Regions from separate parts of the Zea mays genome. Here region 2 is linked to region 1. A link is a contact called in public Hi-C data. All regions are on one chromosome and are shown on one strand. The core of a region is the stretch at or near the end of the contact, and the rest is flanking DNA. Distances in the headings are between cores, read along the strand shown. Region 1 holds the start of LOC100274675. Region 2 holds the start of LOC541979 (bromodomain protein 103).

What was found. Hi-C and Micro-C count contacts between places; a contact is called where the count stands out from the background.
Region 2: a Hi-C map of leaf shows a contact between it and region 1, with 5 times the contacts expected there. The contact joins the promoter of LOC541979 here to the promoter of LOC100274675 in region 1. A contact is called at or near these places in 6 of 25 Hi-C or Micro-C datasets (ear, endosperm, leaf and 1 more).

Annotation. Positions count from the first base shown.
Region 1 is chr7:145,169,185-145,175,988 of Zm-B73-REFERENCE-NAM-5.0, reverse strand. LOC100274675 reads right to left here and starts at 1,747. Exons shown (of 9, transcript NM_001174313.2): 1 at 1,611-1,747.
Region 2 is chr7:145,320,735-145,327,965 of Zm-B73-REFERENCE-NAM-5.0, reverse strand. LOC541979 (bromodomain protein 103) reads right to left here and starts at 4,281. Exons shown (of 11, transcript NM_001111632.2): 1 at 4,127-4,281; 2 at 3,483-3,807; 3 at 939-1,043; 4 at 1-666. The coding sequence starts at 3,692.

The sequences.
Region 1 (6,804 bases), core at 498-2,997:
AAATGGAATTTTTTGGAGGTTTTTGATTGATTAGCAGAGCATGATTCAAATTTGGGAAAGGCAGTGGGTCTTGCAGGTAACAGTTGTATGGTGGCTCATGAAACTCAGACCAACATTATAGACTGTTTTGCAAATGAAATTCTACAATTTATTCTTGAAGAACTTGGGGACGATGTCTTTTGCTTGCTTAGTTGATGAGTCAAGGGATGTTTCTTGTAAAGATCAAATGGCCATGGTCTTGAGGTATATTGAAAAATGTAGAATGGCGAAAGAGAGATTACATAAATACTTGCGGAATTTAAGCTGGGCTTAAAACAAGTTAGAGGCCAAGGATATGATGGTGCTAGCAACATGCGAGGTGAGTTTAGTTCTGGAGATTTGAGAAATCTTAGCCAAGGATATGATGGTGCTAGCAACATTGCTGATGTGAGAGAAGGCAATCAATTCTCCAACATAAATACTATCAGTGAGCTTTCACAAAGAATGGTGGAGACAAGTAACCATTGGTTTATCGATTTTAGAAACTTGTGCTGCTATTGTAAATTGATACTGCAACAGTGGATAGAATATTTGAGGGGATGAAGATCGTAAAAACAACTCTTAATGACCGCATGGGTGATCCACACTTGAGTAATAGACTTATTTGCTATGTGGAGAAAGAAGAATTTTAAAAAATACCAATGATGCTGTGGTTCATCGCTTCATGAACATGGAAAGAAAAGGGCGTAGATTTGATCTGTAAGAGGTAATGCACCTCTTTTCAATTTTTCAACGATACATTATATAAATTGTTTGCTCACAATTAATGGTTTATTTTTTTTCAGTGAGGATTTTGTGGTTAAGGAATGCATTTTGCCGACAACGACAATCTTCTGTTGTTATAATTGTGGGATTCTTTTACTGTGATTTGATAAATTGCAAGCACAAATATACTATTACCACTACTTCATTGTTGATGTACATCAATATTGCTTGTTTTAAGCTATTCATGCTAAAATTATGGCTATGGTGCTATTAAGTTGCATTAGTGTTCTGTCTTTAGACAGCAAGCCACACCCCCACCATAATTCTCTAGCTCCACTCCTAGGATAAAAAACAAGACGGCAACTGGAAAACACCTACAAAACACAACACCAACATTACAAGCACCATCCTGATTTGCTCACCACACTACCTACGGTAGGGTATAATTGAGGAAGGGAAGTGGAATAACATAGGACAGTAGGACACGAACACATCGCAATCCCAGCGAATGTAAATCGTCATAATTGTAAGAGATCTTACATGTTGCATGGTCCAAACCGGAAAGAGCTAGACCTTCTCCTTATGCCAACACTAACAAATCGCCCGAGGTTTTGCAATGGAACTCGGGAGAGAGCGAGAGAGAGGGCGCGGGGTAAAAAAAACCAGATTTAAGCAAGCAGAGAAGCCGCCACAGGACCAACCAAGCTCGCATAAGCAACAGCGCGAGCGCGGGTACCGCGGCGCCATCCTGCCCTCCGCCGAGAGGGGTGAAGGGAAGTGGACGCCGGGAGTGCCGAGGCGTCAAATCCAAATGGGAGGACATGCGAGAAAGCGAATAGACGGGGGTTGGGCACCGGGATACTCACGGTGGAGGCGGACGTGGACGACGTGCGGCGAGTGGCGCCGAGGTCCTAGGCAGGGTTTGGAATTCGTCGGTGGATTGGGACTTGGAGAATAGAGACGGCCAGAGTCAAGACGGGTGTGGGTATCGGGAGTTCGGGGCAAGCGTTCCCACCGGCTGCCCCCCACGGCCCCACCCCACCTAGCTGCGCTGCCTGCTGGTGCTGGGTGGCTGACTGGCTGGTGCAGTGGTCAGGGCCGCTGGATGCCAGAGCCTGGAGTGAACCTTTTTTTTTTGGCACTGTTAGGATAGTGAAAGATTTTGATATTTGGGACCCTATTCGATTTGTATAGCTTTTAAGATTTAACACCTTATCATAATAACTAAATAAATATCTTACAACTGAAAAAATAGTGCAACAATAATATATATATATACATTGTTGGTAATGGAAGCTCAGGTCTTCCGGTAGTCATGGAAAGCCCCATGTCATGTTAGGGTTTATTCGGTTAGCTCTCAATCCATATAAATTGAGTGTGATTGGGTGGTTTAAATCCCAAGTAAGTTAAACTCTTTCTTAATTTTTTTCCAATTACATCCTGTCAGCGTTTCGACCCCTGGGGGGGTCCCTGGACCGACGATTAAAATCGTCGCTGCGTGCCCCAGCCTAGATGGGTTGGCACGAGATGGAACACAAGGGGTGAAAACATGGCTCGTGTTATCCTGCGCCAGGGGGATGCGCTTGCAGTAGGGGTTACAAGCGTTCGCGAGGGAGAGAGAGAGCCTGTTCGTCAGCCCGTCCTCCCGCGCGACGACCCTCCCGCATGAGGGCCCTGGACCTTCCTTTTATAGATGCAAGGAGAGGGTCCAGGTGTACAATGGGGGCGTAGTTATGTGCTAACGTGTCCGGCAGAGAGGTGCCTGAGCCCTGTGTACATGCCAACATGGCTGTCGGAGAGGCGCTAGAGCCCTGTGCACGCGGTGTTGTGGCCGTCGGAGGAGCGCTTGAGCCCTGTAGAAACACAGCTGTCGGGGCTGTTGGGACCTTGCTGACGTCTCCTTGTTTCCGTAGGGGGCTGAGAACCGCCGTCGTCATAGACGCACGCGGGGAGCCATCATTACTTGTTACCGGGGCGAGCCTGGATGGGACGCCAGTCTTGTTCCCTCATAGCTTGAGCTAGCTAGGGGTAGGGTAATGATGCATCCTCCGTGGTGCGGTTGGTCCGAGCCCAAGGTTGGGCGAGGCGGAGACTCCTCCTGAGGCCGAGGTCGGGGTCGGGCGAGGACGCGATCCCTCCCAAGGTCGAGGTTGAGGCCGAGCCCTGGGGTCGGGCGAGGCGGTGACCACCTTCCGAGGTCGAGGTTGAGGCCGAGCCCTAGGGTCGGGCGAGGCGGAGACCACCTTCCGAGGCCGAGGCGGGGGCCGAGCCCTGGGGTCGGGCGAGGCGGAGACCTCCTCCTGAGGCCGAGGCCCAAGGTCGAAGTGGCGAAGCTTCCTGTTGCGCCTGAGGCTGGACTCAGCTGCTGTCAGCCTCACCCTGGCGGGTGGCACAGCAGTCGGAGAGGGGCGAGCGGCGCTGTTTTCCTGTCAGGTCAGTCAGTGGGAGGGCGAAGTGACTGCGGTCACTTCGACCTTGCCGACTGAGGCACGCGTGTCAGGATAAGGTGCCAGGCGATCATTGCATTGAATGCGCCTGCGATACGGTCGGTTGGTGAGGTGATTTGGCCAAGGTTGCTTCACAACGAAGCCTGCCCGAGCTAGGCTTCGGGCGAGTCGAGGGTGTGCCCGTTGCTTGAGGAGGCCGTCGGGCGAGGCGTGAATTCGCCTGGGACTACCGTTCCCGCCCGAGGCTGGGCTCGGGCGAGGCGAGATTGCGTCCCTTGAGTAGACGCAGCCTTGACCTGAATTGCGCCCATCAGTCTCTACAGCTTGTGCTGATGGTGGTTACCATCCATGTTTAGGAGTGTTGGGGGTACCCCTAATTACGGTACCCGACAGTAGCCCCCGAGCCTCAAAGGGAGTGTTGGTACTCGCTTGGAGGCTTTGTCGCACTTTTTTGCGAGGGGACCGGCCTTTCTCGTTTACACTTTGTTCCGGTGGGTGCGCGCGAGCGCACCCGCCAGGTGTAGCCCCCGAGGCCTCGGAGGAGTGGTTTGATTCCTCTAAGGTCTTAATGCCTTTCGTGATGCCTTGGTCGGTCTGGTTGTTCCCTCATGCGATCTGATTGTAGCTCGGGTGCATGGTCAGGTTTCAAGTTTTCAGACTGGTTTGTTGACGCTGTCAACGGTTTGGCCGTAGCCGGGTTTGCGAGAGCAGCCCCCGAGCCTCTGCACGGAGCGAGAGGACGATCAAGGACTGTCTCGACTTTTATCATACGCCCCTTCGTCGCCTTTCCGCAAGGAGGAAGGGGGGAAAGCGCCATGTTGCCCTTGGAGGGTGCCGAACATGGTGTCTCCAGTGAGTTGCTAACGGGTGATCCGAGTGGACGCCTGTGCCCCATTCGATAAGGGTCGGCTAGTGGCCCAGAGGCGCGCTCCAAAAGTACCTGCAGGTGATTTGCCGGACCCGGTCCCGTTCAATAGGGTCCGAGGGCTCGATGCCTCCCTCTGATGGGATTCCGTTACAAAATCGCTCCTGCTGGTCTCGGAAATGTCCTAGGGTACCTCGGGAGCGTAGCCCGAGCCTCGGCCATGTATCAGACGTACCCAGAGTCATCCCTCGCTCTGCGTACTCTGGGGCGACTGTCGAACCCTTCCGAGGGGCCAGCCTTCGAACCCCTGATCAGTAGTGGGCGCGGAGCCTGAGTGCTCTGAGGCGGCTGTCGAACCCTTCCGAGGGGCCAGCCTTCGAACCCTGATTAGTAATGAGCCTGAAGCCCGAGTGCTCTAGGGCGGCTGTCGAACCCTTCCAAGGGGCCAGCATTCGAACCCCTAATTAGTAGGAGGGCTCGGGGCCCGCTTCTTTCGCGGAGAAGGATCCCTTTCAAAATTTCCCCTTTCCCGGTCCCTGTAGCAAGAGAGAGAAAGGGGAAGAGGAAAAGGATATGAATTTAACCGGTGTGGCGCACCTTTTTGACGCGGTCATCATGGCGGGGGTGAAACGACGCCCGCTTCGCCTGCCAAAGGTGGCGCTTGCCCTACCGAGGAGTTAATGTGACGAGACGGGTGGTTCGCGGGGCGGCCGCGTGCGTGAGCCGTTCGAGGAACGGAACACGGGCGCGTCGTCTTCACGCCGTGGGAGAGGGCTCCCCTGCTGCTCCAGGAGGGGACGTGAGCCTGCAGACGATTTGACTGCTGCTTCCGCTCGCCTGCTGCCGCCATTACTGCCGGCCCAATTTTGGCCATATCAATCGTCGCGCCTCCTCCCGCGGCTGATTGACCCGTGATCGATGTACACGATTGGCGCTGTTGGGCCATGCGGAGGGTTGCCTCGAGTCGCGGCACCGGTTCCACAGTCGAGGAGGCGCGGTATTGGCGCAAGTGGCGATGCAGTTTCCCGCACGTAGTAACCGGCACGCCGGTTACATGACGTGTGGGCCTGGGCCTCCATGCTGGACGCGACGAAGCCGGAGGGGTGCGCCTCCGCGGTGCGGTTGCATGCCACCTGCATGGCGGTCCGCCCTTTCGACCGCTGGTTTCGGCGAGGATGGAGAAGTGCTTATAACCGCGGGGCGGTTACATGCTCCGCGTGCGGCGGTTTTGGCTTCTTCCGTTCCGAGCCAGCTTGCATGACGTGTGGGACCTAGCCCCCGTGTCGTAGGGGGAGGACCCTGGAGCACGTTGGTGAAGACTTTGCCCGCAACGCTTGAGGATGCGAGTGGGGAGAGCCGCCTTTAAAAAGGGATCGATCCCCCGGGTGGTAGCCATGCCTTCGCACTCCCCTCATGCATCGCGCCCTTCCACCTTCCGAGCCCCCAGATGGGGAGCGCCCGCGTTGCCTTCGTCTCGTTGTTGGAGGAGCGCAACCTCATGGAGGTTGGCACCCTTCAGCCATCGCTCGGCTTCAAGGATTTTCATCAGGTAGCCCTGCTGCATTCCCTCACCAATGGTCACCCAGGATGGTGACCACCAGTTTGATGGTGGGGAGAAGCAAGTCAGGTTGTGGTCTCTGCCCCGCCCTCAGCTTCAAGGATCTTCATCATCCTTGCTGGGGAGGAGGGCGAGGCGAGCCGGGGCCTGCCTCCGCACGGGCTGGCGACCCGCTTCTTCCTCTGGCATCCGGGGGAGGAAACCATCCTCCAGCTCTGCGGAGGAGGCGTCCTCCAGCCATGCGGGGGAAGGCGAACTGCTGCTGCCTGGCCAGGGTGCAGCATTCCGTCCTCCATCCGGGCGACTATGGCGGCTGCACCGGGGGGGTCGCACAACACGTCGTACGCCGCGAGGGCGGCACTCGTGTTCTGGGATGGTCCCGTTCTCGTTGTCGTGTCGAGAACGGGAGTGAGGACCTGTCGGTGCGCTTTGGGGCGGCCGCCGCTTGTTGGTGCGGTGTTGGTGGACAGGTGGCTGCTGTCGTCGGTGCTGAGGTGGTGGCAGCCGGAGAAGGTTTCTCCGCCGACGAGACCGTCGGCGCCACCCGCGGACATACCTCCGGCTCTTCGGCTTTGACGGCTTGTCCTCGCCTTTCGTGTGGGGACGTGGGCGAGGGCCTTCCTACAACAGCATTTGCCCTGAGGTCATTGCTGCTGCTGTTTAGCCGCCCGAGGCGGAGGTCGTTGTCGTTGCTGCTGCAGTGGTGGCCGGCGAGCCACCCGGAGTTTGTCGTCCCGCAGGCCCTCCGATGTGGAGGTTGTTCATACCCGCGGGAGTGGAACCGGAGTTCCGTTTGTAATGGCACCTTGAGTGCCGGTGTATGTTCATTGCGACTGTCGGGGCCTGAACATCTGGGTATTCGGGCGTGAAGCTGTGCTTCTTCCTCATTTCGAGCACTAGGACTCGCCTGTCGGCTGGCTGAACCGCTTAACCGAGTGTGAGTTGCCTTGTGCGGAAGGTGACGAGTGAGGTATCCGTATCCCAGAGGCATAGGAGTCCCTCGGCTTGGTCGGCCTTACCACTCAAGGCTTCTCTTGCTCAGTTACGGAACCCTCTGCTGCTCTGTGATGAGCCGGAGCCGGAGGCAGCGGTGTCAGCGTGGATAGAGGCGGAGTCGGCTCGAGAAGAGGCTTCGTCACCCCGGGGGCATGTGGCTTCCCTGGCCGAGGAGGCGCAGCAGCGGCGGCTGG
Region 2 (7,231 bases), core at 3,032-5,531, 150 kb before region 1:
ACCCCAACCAGATGCTCCAACACTCAGGCCCCATGCTGCTGGACTATGCATGTCCAACCCACCCATCAACCATGGCATACTTCCCCTCCCACTGCGCATCCATGGCATGGATGGGCCCTCGTCCGGCTCATCCACAAGAAGGGAATCATCTGAATCATCTGGCAAAGAGAAACGAGGGCGCTTATGCATGCGCGACCCACCTTTTTTTAAATACTTGCTGTTCTTTGGACCAATTCCGTGAACTAGTACTCTACGAGGAGATTGTGGTCTGTGCTTTCCTTCCTTACGAGGGGATGGTCTACGAACCTCTGAACGTTCCCTTAAATCATATCTCCTCCTTCCTTCTTGCTCTTCCTCACCATCTTCGTCATCTCCATCTCCTTCAGCTTCATCACCTCCATCAACCTCCTCCTCATCACCAACATCCTCTTCAATCTCATTGCCATTTTCTCTTTGATCTTCTGCACCTTGTTCATCAGAGCTTTCCTGGTCATCCTCAGATTCATGGTATGGATGCAGTCTTTGTCCTCGCAAAGATCTTCTAGGCCGTAAACCTTCACGACGAGGTATGGAGTTAGACAACTTCTGGCGCTTTGGTCTAGCTGACACTTCATTATGTGCAGCATTGTTTCCCCCCTTACTCTTTGAAGATCGATATCTAGGTCTCTGTAGAGAAATGTGAGATGATTAAGTAATACGGTTTTTTAAGGTGGTGCCCTTAGTTTTGTTGGTATCCTCATTTTTACCCTTAGTCGTGCCTTTTGCTCATCCCTTCCAGTGCTATAGAGCAGAAGGGCAAAACTGAGCAAAAAATACGACTAAGGGTAAAAATGAGGAAGGTGGCAAAACTAAGGGTATGAATTTAAAATTTTAGTTGCCAGTTCGAACAGAGGGTACTAATGTTAACAAGTAACTTTTAAGCAAATGTAGAAACTTACCATAAGATCGTCATCTTCCATACTGGAACTATCTGTATCATAGCCCTCCAGATTTACAGAAATCCTTCGCTTTCTCGTTGAACGGCGCAAATTTGCTGCAACACACTATAAAGGAAATCATCATAAGCTAGCCAACTGAGCACAAAAAAATGGAGTCAAAACACAGCAGTCCTTCATATTATGCAACAGCTGTCCTCAAACTTGTTCTGTGGTGTCACCTAGGTCCCTATACTTCTAATTTACAGATATGGGTCCCTGAACTCGCTGATTGCGCCACACAAGGTCAAAATATCACTAATTAGCATGTGTTTACCTGTCTGTGAGAGAAAGATGATGTCACAAAACAACATGTGGCTCCATGGTGATATTTTAGCATTGATTAGGTAATCAACATTAACTGGGTAGGTTTGAACCTTGAGTGATCCACTGGTGAATTCTACTCTTTCAGAAAAAGGAACAGATGAACAATTGGTTAACGTTAAAATATATCGTACCAATAAAAGACTATTGTCAATCTAGTTTTTGTGTGTGTGTGTGTGTGCGCGACATGGAACCAGATAAATAATATCCTCATAGCAAAAGCTGCTACATAAGCGATGCGGATTTTCAATCATGACTACAGATAAATAAACTAACAACCAGATAAATCAATTAAATAAGATAGATTTAAAATATAATCATGAAAGCAACCACTGTTAGATTTCATTAACGAGGAATTTTGATAAATAACAATTCATTCTTTCCAAAATGTAAGCTGTTTACTAGCTTTGATCAAGTTTGTAGAAAATATAGTAGAATCCACAGTGCCAAATAAATGCATTAACAGGACACTTCATGGAGGATTTAATCATTAATTAATGAAACTAATTTGGAGTTGTAAATATTCAATCGATTTTTATAAACTTGATCAAGGATAGAGACGTTTGACTTAGGACAAAACTAAAATGACTTTCATATTGGAACAGAGGTAGGTGAAAAGGCCTCTAGCTGAGTTGGTTAGGTGGTCTGAGTAGCGTAGCGCTTGTCCTGAGCTCGAATCCCAGTGGGAGCGAATTTCAGACTAAGGTTTAAAAAGGTCACTCGCTGGTTCTCTGGTTGTGTGCGCATGAGATGGACTGACCTATGGGGGCGGATCCTCGTGTAGGGGCTGGGAGGGCTCAAAGAACGAGTAAAGATCCGGCCTATAGGGGCAGACCCTCATGCTGTACTGGGGGAGGGGGCAGCTTTCGTGACCTTTCTCGGTCGGGGCTCTGATTGAACTTTTTAATATAATGCCGTGGGGGCGGTTTTTCCCCTACCGGCCGAGTTTTTTTTTTTGACAGAGGTAGTACTTTCAGTGAGCAACAAATCAGGAAAGAGACAAAAATATACAGAACCGACTTCAAAGGTCTGTTTTGACCCTATATAGTGATGTCACGAACCCTTAAACCCACACTGAAATTTTTTTTTCTTCTAGAAACACACCCACCCTAAAAATGCTCTTTAAAATTGGTTTCTAGAAGATTAATGAGCAAAAAAAAGCAGAGTCATTATAAAGGTTGACAACCCACTACAGAAGAAATGCATATACTCAGGTACTGCATTACTGCTTGTAGCGTTGTATTCAATATTTCAGTTTCAGTTCTGCTATAGTGTTATATGCCTATATTGCCTTTCAATCTGTTACTCAGTATCAATTTCAGACTTATATAATACCTATTGCAGTATTGCTTATATATACATATATCATATTATATATACATATGTCCAGAAGTATATAGGACGGTTAGGGGACGACCAGAGGTCGACCAGGACCGATTAGGTGTCCTAATCGTCGCCCTATTCGCGATTAGGTGCCTGGTCGGTCCTCTGGAACGACCAGCTGGTTGCCCGACCTGAAAACAATGTCAGACACAGCACAAACTACACAGAAATGAAAGAGATAGCAGGCATTCAACTCAACCAAAATGTTATATGCATGCAGGACCTCCAAACTACTAATTATCCAACATTCCAGCATAAAAACAGTGAACTTATCAGATATTTAGGCCTACACACGATAGACCTGAACCTGATCCATCTTAGCTAGCTGTTAATTGGTAATCTATTTTACTTACACCTATAAGTGACAATAAGACTAAAGGAATACAGTATTACTCAATCAATTCCATTTAGAAATAACACCATCAAGCACACCCATCGAAGGGCGGGCCTGGTGCAGCGGTAGAGCCTACCGTCTGTAACCGGAAGGTCCCGGGTTCGAGCCCCAGCCTCTGCATATTATGCGGGTAAGGCTTGGCGCTTAAAGATACCCTTCCCCAGACCCCGCACAGTGCGGGAAGCCTACGGCACTGGGTACGCCCTAAGCACACCCATCAAGGCTACTGAATTCACTGCTACACACGCAGGTTTTAAAAATTCAAAATGATGCATAAATACTAACATTCTGTAAAACGCACGCACACATTGCCACTCCCACACATGTAGTTATCAATACAAACAGATAACCACAAAGAACAAGTGAGAACAGAGGCTCATTAGGCATAGGCAGACAAATTAGCTTACATCGGCAGGTGGTGGCCGTGCAGCTGGCTTGCGAAGCAGTTTCTTAGCAATCTGTGATGCAGCAGTTCGCTTCTTAGACTTAACCTTCTTCCTCATGGCTGGATTGTAGTACATATAGCCACGAGCATAGTACTTTGGACGCTGCCGCAGCCGGTCACTAGTCCTCACCGGCGTCACTGACGCGTCCCCCTTACCCTCCATCGCCACCATCCCTCCGTCCTCCTCAGGTCCACTTCCTAACCATGTTGTACATTGCTCCTCAAATTACGCCAAACAACCCCACGATTGTAGTCAATCCCCAAACCCTAGCCCCAAATCCACCAACCTGCATATACACAGATAAGATATCAAACAATAGCAGATTTACCTCTAGTGCATTACAAAATGGTACCGGCTGTTTTTTTTCCACACCAAACAGTCCCCAAAAAATTCCCAGGAAAAAAAATCAAACCCATGAACAATAGTACGAATCCGCCCCCACCAAACTCCAGTCAACCAACCACGAATCATCAAAAAATCATACAACCTAATAACAAAACCCCACCCAACGCCAGATGCCCGAGCTAAAACCCCACGAAAATGAGACCAAAATCATCACGAAAAAACAGGGGGAAATCCCGAGCCCGTCGCCGCCAGGTGCTAACCTCGAGAATCCGATCCGTGGGGGCGCGAGGCCCTCCGAGCCAGGGCGGATTCGAGGCGGCGGCGGGCCAGCTGAAGGGGACGGGGGCGAGGCAACGCGACTCGCGAGGGTTCCCTAGCTTCCTTCGCGTCGGGGGTTTCGAAGCGGAGAGGGGTGCCGAGACGACCACAAGGGTTTCGGGTTTCTTTCCTCTATCAGCCGCACGCGCGAAGCACGTGAGTGGGAGGCCGCCTCGGTCGCAGCGTTCACATGGGGCTACAGCGGGTGCGGCTTCTGACAGGTGGGCGTAATGGTATCTTTGGGCCCGGTGACAGTGGGTACAGGAAGTCTGACTCGGGATTAAATGGTTCAGGGAATTTGTGATTGGGATTTTCCTGGGCGTTGGATGGAGACCGGACGGTGGATAAGTTATTCCAGTTTTATGGGGAGCTATGTGTAATGTGTTAAGGCACTCGTGTACCGTTGGAGAGAACACATTTTAAAGTAGTAGTAAGGACTAGGGAGTCTACATGCATACCTCTTTTGTCTTTCTATGCCCTAGGATTTTCTAAACCTATAACGAAACGATATTTGTGATAATAAAAGAATTATAGTTACGAATAGAGAACATCAATCTATATAATATGGCTATGACTTTGCTCTGGGCTGATTGCATACACGCTGTTTGACACCAAAATGAGCCGGCGGACTGTCCGGCCCTGAGGCCGGACGGTCCGCGGTCCGGACGGTCCGCGCGTGCGCAGAACAGATTAGGGTTCCGAGTTTTGTGCTATGGTTGTTAGCTAAAATCATGGGATAAGCTCGGAAATTAGTTTGTAAAGGGTCCAGCCCCCCTCCTCTATAAATAGAGGGGTATACGGCCGATTTGTAATCAACAATCGAATCAATACAACTTCTATTCGCATTTATTTCCAGTACAATTAGGAGTAGTTCTAGTCTAGTTCTAGTTTAGCCTCTCGATCCCCAAATTCTTCGCCTCTCTTCGACTCTACGCCGATTAGAGGAGTCTAGGTCGGTCGGCCCGAGCCTAGACAACCCCTAGGATCTCTCCTCCCCGACGGGGTCCCTTCCGGGAGCGAGATCCAGGCGCCGCCGGCGATCTTCCGCCGCCCCTGCGCACACGCGGACCGTCCGGCCCCAGGGCGCGGACCGTCCGGCCGTCACGCAGGAAACCCTAGCCCCTGTGCCAGGTCGCGGACCGTCCGGCCTCAGGCCACGGACCGTCCGCGCCTGACCAGAGAGCACCGCCGCCGGTTCTTCTTGAGTATTTGGCGCTCCGAAAAAGCGTCAACATACTTTTTGGCGACTCCGCTGGGGACAACACATATAGACCTATCAAATCGGCCCTCAATGGCCGGTTCAAAAGATAGCTCTGAGGTTTCCACCAGCAATATCATCACACCGACATGGGAAGCCTTGCCGGCTGAAGAACAGCTCCTGTTCGAGGAGCGCCAGGAGCAGCTGATCCAAGAAGCAAAGGCGAAGTTCCTGGCTGACTTCAAAGTGGACAGGAACAACAAAGTCGTTCGACAACGGGCGACAGATCTGGCTTCGCTCCGACCTACTACGATTACCCCAAATGTAAGTAGCACCAACGAACTCCAATCTCTTAAAGCTTACATAGACGAACAGCGAGAACAGATGCAAAATATCATAGGGGTTATGCAAAACGATTGTAGGAGACTAGTACGTGCATTTGATAAATCTAGTATAGCAAATTTTCCTTCACACGAGGTTGAATTAGGAGATAATACACGTAATACATCGGTTAAAGGTTGTCACGACCAGTCACAACCCCCTTATGGGATGCCGATGGACACGTACCCTGAGCAAACGCAAATCGGCAGTAAACCAGCCGATCTACACATGTCCGGACCGTCCGCTCGCGAGCGCGGACCGTCCGGGTCAGCCACAGCCGGGCCCATTTTTTATGAGTTACCTAGACACGCACCCGAGCCACCACATAGGGCACCGAATTTAAACTATCCAGTCGGACGGTCCGCATACAACGACGGACGGTCCGCATATAATCACGGACGGTCCGGGTACGTATCCGGACAGTCCGCGCATGAGTCTTTTGAGGGGGATTATTACCTGAATCCTCGCCCGTCCCAGCAACACTTCCCATCACATTATGCAATGCACCAGCCCATTAATTCAGGATCCAGAGCCCAGGAAAGCTTTCCGGCCCCACCTAGAAGGCCGAAAAGAAACGATCAAACATATGAGCCATATAGGACAAATGGAAATGCACCACGTAGCTCAAACCAATGGGGGGAACGACAACATACTAACATGCAACCAACCCCACCTATGTTTGACCAGAGAGCCGGTGGTCTTGCACCGGCTGCCATTGGTATAGTGAGGGAAGAAATAGCCGGGGCGTTCCGAGATAAGCTCAGAGTAAGCATGATCCATGGGGGGCAATCATATCGGAAGCCTTATGACAGCCGATTTGATCACCACCCATACCCACAGGGAACCAGGATACCCGAGTTTGCAAAGTTTTCGGGTGACCAAGGAAAAAGCACGCGTGAGCACATAGGCCAGTTCCTAGCACAATTAGGAGAATTGGCCGACACCGAAGCATTCCGTGTGCGTTTATTTTCATTATCCTTAACAGGGACTGCATTCACATGGTATGCCACGCTCTCTCCTAATTCCATTTTGTCATGGGGAGACTTAGAGCAAAAATTTCATGAACATTTCTTCTCTGGTGATTATGAGCTAGATTTAGTAGACTTAGTGACCCTACGACAAGAAAAAGATGAATCGGTTAGTGATTATATCCGGAGATTCCAGGATACGAGAAACCGATGCTTTCAAATTCATTTAACAGATAAACAACTGGCGGGAATAGCCTTTGATGGATTGCGCTATTATTTAAAAGAGAGATTAGAAGGCATCCAGTTCTTTACTCTAGCACAATTACATCAGAGAGCTTCGGCTTGTGAAAGCCGAAGCAAAGAACTAGTCAGAACGGTGCATCATAATGTCCCTATAGTAGAACACAATCAAAGTAGTTCGGACGATGAACCAAAGAAAGTTTACACTGCCGAAATAGTTTGGCCCGAGCAGGCCAAATCTTCGGCTTGCTCCTCCTTGC